2 separate regions of the Sus scrofa genome follow, and region 1 is linked to region 2. The links are chromatin contacts, called in public Hi-C maps. All regions are on one chromosome and are shown on one strand. The core of a region is the stretch at or near the end of the contact, and the rest is flanking DNA. Distances in the headings are between cores, read along the strand shown. Region 1 has its middle 38 kb from the start of MAPK1IP1L. Region 2 overlaps LOC106509117 (a long non-coding RNA gene).

Region 1 (4,549 bases), core at 1,927-4,426, 290 kb after region 2:
CATGGCTCAGCAGAAACAAATCCGACTAGGGACCATAAGATTGCAGGTTTGATCCCTGGCCTCACTCAGTGGGTTAAGGATCTGGCATTGCCATGAGCGGTAGTGTAGGTTGCAGACTAGGCTTGGATCTCATGTTGCTGTGACTGTGGTATAAGCCAGCAGCTACAGCACTGATTCCACCCCTAGCCTGGGAACTTCCATATGCTGCAAATGCAGTCCTAAATAAAAAAGCAATAAATAAATAAAATGCCAAACACTACACTAGTTAAGAGTTACTACTTCCTTTGATCTTCCCAGTAACTTTATGAAGGAGGTACTATTATTCATTAAGTAACTCACTCAAATTACACAAGCCATTGAGATACTGAGCCAGAATTCTAACTCTGGACCAATTGACTTCACTACCTACAATCATAACTGCTGGATAACATGATTCCAGGAGGCATTCAAGGCATTTTCAGTCCAGTGGAGAGATAGACACCACCCTCTGACTACAAGAGAGTTAACTGAAAAAGACAGGGAAATTTTAGGGAAGCTGAAACTAATCTCTTCTAAGTTTCCAGACCATTGACCCAAAAGCAGGGCAGTTGCTCTAGACAAAGAGTCCTGGTGCCTCTGTAGGGCCACTGGAGAAGGGAGGGGCTAGCAAAGGATGGGCAGTCTCTAGACCAAAGGAAATGGAACCATGCACACTCAGTTCAGGCAATCTCACCAGGCAGGGCTCCTCTAGTTTCTGCCCAAGTTAAAGACAATCATAAGCAACTGACTAGACATTTCCATGTCCCATTTCAGGAGTACCCAGAGAGGTTTTGAATTGAACAACCTAAGATTTAGAACCTTGGGTGAGTTCTTTCACTGCTCAGTATTTCCACTTCCTCATCTCCAAGATGGGGAAGTTGAACTAGGTGTTGGCTGTGGTTCCTTTTAGGTCTCATGAGCTCTGTCCCAGCCTATTACTATGGTTTCCCCAAGACGTGTGAAGGCTCTACCGGCCATTCATGAAGTATCTATTAGGGTGACATTACTTCTCTCAGCTGACTACAGGGAAATGTACTGAGACTACAAAGCAGCATCATTAAATAACTAAAAAGGAAAATAAGTAACTTTGGATGACTTTATATTAATAGTTACTTTTGCTTTTCTTTTTTTTTTTTTTTTTTTTTAGGGCCGCACCTGTGGCATATGGAGGTTCCCAGGCTAGTGGGCCAATCAGAGCTACAGCTGCCGGCCTACACCACCGCCACAGCAATGCAGGATCCAAGCCGCATCTTCGACCTACACCACAGCTCATGGCAACACCAGATCCTTAACCCACTGAGCGAGGCCAGGGATCGAACCCTCAACCTCATGGTTCTTAGTCGGATTCATTTCTGCTGGGCCACGACAGGAACTTCAACACCGGATCCTTAATCCACTAAGCAAGGCCAGGGAGTGAACCCTCAACCTCATGGTCACTAGTTTGATTCGTTTCTGCTGCACCACAATGGGAACTGCCTGATAGTTACTTTTCTGACTACAAAAGTAATAGAGGTTAATCACAGACATTTTAGGAAATACAGACTGTGAGGAAAGAGTTAACACAGCAGGTCTGGTTGCTTACTCCGTACCTGTCTTCAAGGGATCCATGATTAACACTTTGCCTACTGCTGGAAATGCGACCCTAGAGTGTTCTTTTTGTTAGTGATCGATGGGCTATACACTCCTGGATCAATGGACCATACCATACCTTCTTGTCAAGTTGCTTTGCATAAACATCAAAATCTACAATCTATACCTGGTTTCATTGGTAGGGTCCTGAGTTTTGATTGTCATGGTTGGTCGCATAGCAGGATATGTGACCAGCTCCCCATAAACGCTTTGGACTCTGAGACCCAAATGGCTTCTATGGGCAAAGACATTTCTCTCACACATGTTCACAGTCAACAGTGAGAGAATGAGTAGTCCTGTGTAACGTTGGACCAGGAAGGACATTGGAAGCCAGTGTTAAACCTTTCTAGACTCCATGAATAGATGTCGTTTTCCTGCTGCTTTCAGTCTCTATCTCTTGCTACCATAAATCTGAGTGAGTATAAAACTTGCTATTGGGGAGTTCCCGTCGTGCCGCAGTGGTTAACGAATCCGACTAGGAACCATGAGGTTGCGGGTTCGATCCCTGCCCTATGCTCAGTGGGTTAACGATCCGGCGTTGCCGTGAGCTGTGGTGTAGGTTGCAGACGCGGCTCGGATCCCGCGTTGCTGTGGCTCTGGCGTAGGCTGGTGGCTACAGCTCCGATTCAACCCCTAGCCTGGGAACCTCCATATGCCCCGGGAGCGGCCCAAGAAATAGCAACAACAACAACAAAAAGACAAAAGACAAAAAACAACAACAAAAAAAAACTTGCTATTGGGTCTCGTGGGTCCTTCTGATCAATCGCTGAAGGAAACACAAATATATATTATACATATATACAATATTTAGATATATATAACCAAAATCTCTCTGCCTAGCTATAACCATTTGGCTAATTTTAAAAATGGGTTTTGAAGTTCCTGTCGTGGCGCAGCAGAAACGAATCCAAATGGGAACCATGAGGTTTCGGATTCGATACCTGGCCTCGCTCAGCGGGTTGAGGATCCGGCATTGCCGTGAGTTGTGGTGTAGGTCGCAGACGCAGCTTGGATCTGGCGTTGCTGTGGCTGTGGTGTAGGCCGGCAGCTGTAGCTCTGATTCAACTCCTAGCCTGGGAACCTACATATGCCGTGGGTGTGGCCCTAAAAGGACACTAAAAATAAAAAATAAAAAATAAAGGAGGGTGGATGCCCAAATGTGATTTTCTCAATACTAACCCCAAGATGAGTCTGTTCCCAAGTGTATAACCAACCCTGAGTCACAATCCCCGGACCTTAGGCACAGCCGTGCAAGTGTGGCCTTGGCCAGAAGAGGGCACTGCCACCTACTTGTGTGACCATCTGCATAGGAACCAATAGGATGAAAGAGGTTTTGACTTTCAATTAATTACGATTTTTTAGAGCCCTTGAGTTAAAATAAATGCCTGTGAACTTTTAGTTTCACTTTGAGCCCAAAGCCCAAAGCCTTCCCTCACAATACTCAAACTTCATGTTCAGTAATGCAAAGGGGACATGGATGCTGTGTCCTTTGGCTTTCCTGGTGCCTTATAGCTGGTCCAGCTGGGCAGAGCCAAAAGCAAGGGAAAGGAGGATGCATTTGGCAAATGAGAGAGAGAACTGGGAGGACTGCTGGGGTTCCGGGGTGGGGGGGAGGAATCTTCTGGTGAGGTACAGAGGAGGACAGGCTTGGGAGGATACTCTTTGTGTCTGGGTTTGAGAGAATACTACTATAAGCCCCTGAGGCACTGCCGCTCTGTCTAGCAGAGCAGTTAATCTAATCTCTGGATTCTTAACTGAAAATGGAAATTCACATAAATATAGTTGTTCTTTAGTTCACATTAATAATTAAAGGGCTCCCTCTCTCACTTCCATATTAATGACACCTTCCATTCGTGTAGCTTGAGAATTTGCAGAGGGCTTTCCCACCCACAGCAATAGAATAGAGCAGGTACTGATTATTTCCAGTTTGCTGTTGAGGAGACACTGGGGGTGAGTAGGTTGCTCTCGATGTTCTGTAATCCGAGTCTGGGAGGGGACCAGAGCCCTGGGCCTGATCTTAGCCCTATGCTTTGTCCCCTATCACAAATACATTTCTAACTCTTATCATTGCTGTTTCCAAGGCCTATTAAAAGCTGAATGTAGGCATACTCTGTGACCCAGCAATTTCACTTGTAGGAATGTATACAGCAGAAATGTATGCACAGAGGCACCAAAACATATGTGCAAAACTGTTCATAGCAGCATAATGGGAAACAGCCCCAAACAGAAACCAACCCTAAATCCCATCAACATAGAATGCACAAGTAGACTGTGGTATATTTCCTTCATGAATTCCAAGAGGAAAGAATAAATGAACCACATCTATGCAAAATATAAATAAACTTCACAAATATATATAAAGTTCAAAAACAGGTGAAACTGATATAAAGTGTTAAAAGGTCAGTGGCTATAACTCAAAGGACTAGTAACTGGGAGGGAGGCGATACAGGGGTCTAGTGGAGTGCCACTAATGTCTAGCAGACCCAGACAGTGGTTACCTGGATGACAGGTGTGTTCACTTTGTACAAATTCACCAAGCTGTATATTTTTAAAATGTATTTTATTTTATTATTTTCTTTATTTAGACTGTCCTGGGGCACATGGAGTTCCCCAGCCCACTGTGCTGGTCCAGGGATCCAACCTGCATCCTGGCAGTGCAAAGATGCCACTGATCCCATTGCACCACAGTGGGAACTCCAAGCTGTATATTCATAATGCATACACTTTTTTGCATGTATGTTACACTTCAATAAAATGCTTAAAAATCCTGATGTCTAAATAAATTACTTTTCCATGAGCAACTTTAGTACTGCTCAAATGTAGCTCATCTCTGATTAAAGCAGACTTGTTTGTTGCTCTACTCTGACAGTGACCACACCACCATTCCCCAAAGAGTTCCTGA
Region 2 (4,518 bases), core at 512-3,011:
GTTTTAATTTGCCTTTCTCTGATGATTAGTGATGTTGAGTATTTTTTCATGTGCCTGTTAACCACCTGCATGTGGTCTTTGAGAAAATGTTTGTTCAGGTCTTCCGCCCATTTTTTAATCAGGTCATTTGTTTTCTTAATGTTGAATTGTATGGGCTGTTTATGTATCTTGGATATTAACCTATTATTGGTCATATCATTTGCAAAAATTTTCTGCCATTCAGTAGATTGTCTTTTCATTTTGCTGATAGTTTGCTGTGCAAAAGCTTTTAATTAGGTCTCATTTGTTTATTTTGCGTTTATTTCCCTTAGGAGATAAATTTTAAAAAAGAGAGAGAGAGAGAGAGAGTTCCAGGGAGTTCCTATCATGGCTAGTGGTTAATGAATCCTACTACTATCCATGAGGATGTGGGTTCAGTCTCTGGCCTTGCTCAGTGGGTTAAGGATCTGGCATTGCTGTGAGCTGTGGTGTAGTTCGCAGATGCACCTCAGATCCAGCGATGCTATGGCATAGGCTGGCAGCTACAGCTCAGATTCCACCCCTAGCCTGGGAATCTCCATATGCCATGAGTGCAGCTCTAAAAAGACAAAAAAAAAAAAAAAAAAAAAAAAAAAGCTTCCCACCATGATGCAGTGGATTAATGATCTGGCTTGTCTCTGTTTGCATCTGTTCGATTCTGCAGCCTGGTACAGTAGGTTAAGGATCTGGAGCTGTGGCTTGGATTCGATCTCTGGCTGGGGAACTTCCATGGGTCACAGGTGCAGCCAAAAAAGAAAAAAAATAAAATGTTACTTTATTTTACAAAAGAAAATTACTGTGATATATGTCAAAGAGCTTTCTGCGTATGTTTTCTTCTAGGGGTTTTATGGTTTCTAGTGTTAAATTTAGTCTTGAATCCATTTTGAGTTTATTTTTGTATTTGGTGTCAGGAAATATTCTAACTTCTAGTCTTGAATCCATTTTGAGTTTATTTTTGTATTTGGTGTCAGGAAATATTCTAACTTCACTGTTTTACATGTCATCTGATTGGTGCCTCCTCACGGGCTGTGCTCACTCCTGGTTGGCGAGGGCAGGCATTGGTGCCTGGTCTCTTAGCGGCTGCTGTATTTTTATGTATCTGGTAGGTTGGTGATGCTCCCCGACCTTGGCAAAGTGGCCTGTTGTGGGCAATGTTCTGTGTGTGCCAGCAGCACACCTGCCTCTCGTCACCTGAGTTAAACTCTCTAGGGGTCCCCATAGGAGGTCTGCGTGTGTTCTTCCATTGCAATGGGCTATGTGGGCGGTCGGGTAGACTCGGCTGGCCCGCGTTCCACTGAGTGCCAGGCCCTGCCTGGCGCGGAGACTGCCGGCTTCTGGTTGGCGGGATTGAGTCACGAGGTAGCTGACTGCAGAACCGCAGGTGCTGGCTCACTGGTGGGTGGAGTCAGAGTCCAGAGTCTGTGGTGGTGTCGCTGGCCCACTGGTGAATGAAGCCAGGTCCTGGAATTGGTGCCACCCTACCAGCAGGCAGAGCTAGGTCCTGGAGTGTGGTTACAGGGCCCGGGGTTTCCTGAAATTATGCCAAATCCTTTGGGGCAGTGGGCGGCGGGGAGGGGCGGGTAGTTCCTGACACAGTTGGGTTAGGTCTGGGGTGTCTCAAAGCTTGTATTGGCCTGCTAGTGGGCAGAGCCAGAGCCTAGCTTATCCCTGGGTAGGATCTGGCCTGCTGGTAGGCAGACTGGGTCCCCACGCTGCAGGATTGTGATTTTCCTGCATCTGATGTCTGCCCCCTGGTGGTTGAAGTTGGTCTTGTGGCTAGAGCTCACTTCCCAGAGGGGTGGGTCAGGCCCAGAGGATTCTGGGGCCAGTGCCTGCCCACTGGTGGGTAGAGCTGTATTCTGGACACCCTGGTGGCAGGGCCACATCCAGAGGTGTCTCTGGGCTCAGGAGGTCTGAAGGCATCCTGTCTGCTGATGGATGGGGCTGTGTCCCCACCAGTTAGTTGCTTGGCCTGAGCCATCCCAGTAGTGGTGCCCATATGATGTTGGGCCAGGACAAGGCTGGGTCCTGGGACTGATAAGCTAGAGGGAGGATTCCACAATGGCACTTGCCAGCATCAGAGTCCATGTGGGAGAATGAGCTCCCCAAAATGGCTGCTGCTGTGTCTGTGTCCCCAGGGTGAGTGGCGGTTACCTCCTGCCTCTCCAGGAGATGCTCCAGGATCAGCAGATAAGTCTGATCCTGGCTCCTATCAAATTGCTTGTGGGAGTTCCTGTTGTGGCTCAGTGGGTTAAGAACCTGACTAGTATCCATGAGGACGCGGGTTCAATCTCTGGCCTCGCTCAGTGGGTTGAAGGATCCAGAATTGTGGTAAGCTGCAGTGTAGGTCACAGATGTGGCTCAGATCTGGCATTGCTATGGCTGTGGCATAGGCCAGGAGCTACAGCTCCTATTCAACCCCTAGCCTGGGAACCTCCATATGCCACAGGTGTGGTTGTTAAAAAAAAAAAAAAAAGACCCAGGGCAGAAGCTTTCAGAACCTGCAAGATTTTGTGTGTGCCCTTTAAGAGTGAAGTCCCTATTTTCCCCAGCCCTCTGGGACTCCCCAGAGTAAGCCCTGCTGCCCTTCAAAGCCAAATGCTCTGGGGGCTCATCCTCTGGGTGTGTGACCCCCAGGTCTGTTTCATCGATGGTTGTTCTGCACATGGTTGCAAGTAGGGTGTGCCCATGAGAGGAGCTGAGCTCAGGGTCTTTCTTTCTTCTCCACTACCTTGGCCATCTGTGGCTGGGAAAAAAAAAAATTTTTTCAAAAAATATTTAATGAGGTAGCTGAGATCAAATATCAAATCCACATCATGTACAAAGGTGCTTAATAAGTGCTCAGGCATTTTTAAATGTATTTTTAAATGTAAATGACAATGGTACCTAAGAAATACTCTTTCTTCCTAGTTCCTCCAGAGGAGTGGCAGAGAGGCCCAGGCAGACTGGGAGCAGCAAGAGTGGGTGAAGCTGGACAGGAGGAGGAAGGAGGGTGTTCTGGGGCATCCAGCGTCAGGGTGATGGGGAGTGTTCCCCATCGAGCTAAAATATAGCTGGTGCAAGAAAACAAACACCAAGAAGAACCTGGGGACACAGTTGGGCTGAGGAGGGGCCTTGACTCCAGGCAGGAGGGGGCTGCAGTCAGGGGGACTTTCATGTTTGGTGCTATAGATGCAAACTGTTACAGTAAGAATGGATAGGCAGTGAGGTCCTGCTGTATAGCACACAGGGAACTGTGATGGATCCAGCTATGATGGGACATGATGAAAGATAATATGAGAAAGAGTGTGTATTAGATGTATGACTGGGGCACTTTGCTGTACAGCAGAAAGTGACAGAACAATGTATATCAACTATAAAAAAGAAAAAGATTGAGGCAAGACTCAGTGCACCCCCCACTTCCCTGGGCCGCTGAAACTGCCCTCTGGAGGGCAGCTGCTTGGCCCCAAGTTCTCCTCACTCCTCACAGCCATGGGAAAGTGTGACCCTACTCGGTGTCCAGGTGGGTAAGGGCCTAGGCTCCCTGTCTGACTAGTGTCCAGCCCCACCTGGGCCCATGCCAAACACAAACTCTGGTGGCTTTATGTGGGTCCACTGTCTCTCTTCAAGCTCTCAAAGTCTGCAGGAGCTTTAAGTGGCATCACGGAACCAGGTGGTGTCCCAGGTGGCCAGGTAACTTCCTGTCCCACCCATAGCACACTGTGGGATCACTGGGTCTCAGAACCATCCCAGCCTCACCTTTGTTAAACTCCTCTGTCAGCTCCCTCTGGCCTCTGAGCAGGCCAGTTTCTTTTATCATATGTCTCCAGCTGGGCGGCAACCTGTGGATCACTCTGGTTCAAAGATTCCAAAGCAGGGGAATTTAATGCTATGAAAAGTGCTCTTTTGAGCAGTAGTTCTCACCTTTCAGGCACGTTTGAGGCTGCTCTGACTCAGTCTCCCATTCAAAGGCTAGGTTCAGTGGCGAGCCAGCAGGAAGCCAGCAAATCCGACCATTTGAGGGACTGACTCAAAAAATAAAATAAAAAGGAACAGGTGCTAGAGAGCGGAAGTGCCTGTAGAGGCCTCCCACCCACTTCCACTGGATGTTGGAAGGGAAGAAGCTTCAGCTCAGCCCCTCCCTGCAGCCAGGGGGGCCCCTGGGGGTGCTTCCTACCACCCCTCCCCCACTGACGGAGGCACCTGCTGTGTCCTGCAGTCCCAGATGCCCCTTCAGAGAAGCTGCCCACAGGACCCTAGCCTCTGAAGAGGAAAGGACCTCCAGCTACCCAGATCTGCCCTAAACCCCAACTCAGGCACATTTTCATATTTATCCTAAAGAGGGTATTCCTTGACCAGGATGCTGAGAAGATCCTGGGAAACTGGAAGCTTTGTGCCCATTTCAAACACTAGCTTCTCTCACCTTGAAAATGGGATTTCTCCCCATCTGGTAGCTTGAAGAAAGTGCTGCAAGACTGAACAGCCTGGCTTCAAACCCCTGGGGCTTCAGAGCCCAATTTT

Evidence for each region. A called contact is a pair of places that touch in the nucleus more often than the background predicts.
Region 1: a Hi-C map of embryonic fibroblasts shows a contact between it and region 2, with 2.6 times the contacts expected there. The contact joins two enhancer-like sites.

The regions. Positions count from the first base shown.
Region 1 is chr1:184,437,270-184,441,818 of Sscrofa11.1, forward strand. No RefSeq gene overlaps it. Among named protein-coding and RNA genes, the nearest start is that of MAPK1IP1L, 38 kb to the left of the region's middle. Within about 2 kb of position 3,177, at least 15 of the 83 cell types and tissues checked have an H3K27ac peak or open chromatin away from gene starts, as enhancers often do. A contact at or near this core is called in embryonic fibroblasts, where this site is marked.
Region 2 is chr1:184,149,815-184,154,332 of Sscrofa11.1, forward strand. All of the region lies in intron 1 of LOC106509117 (a long non-coding RNA gene), which reads left to right. Among named protein-coding and RNA genes, the nearest start is that of GCH1, 110 kb to the right of the region's middle. Within about 2 kb of position 1,762, at least 14 of the 83 cell types and tissues checked have an H3K27ac peak or open chromatin away from gene starts, as enhancers often do. A contact at or near this core is called in embryonic fibroblasts, where this site is marked.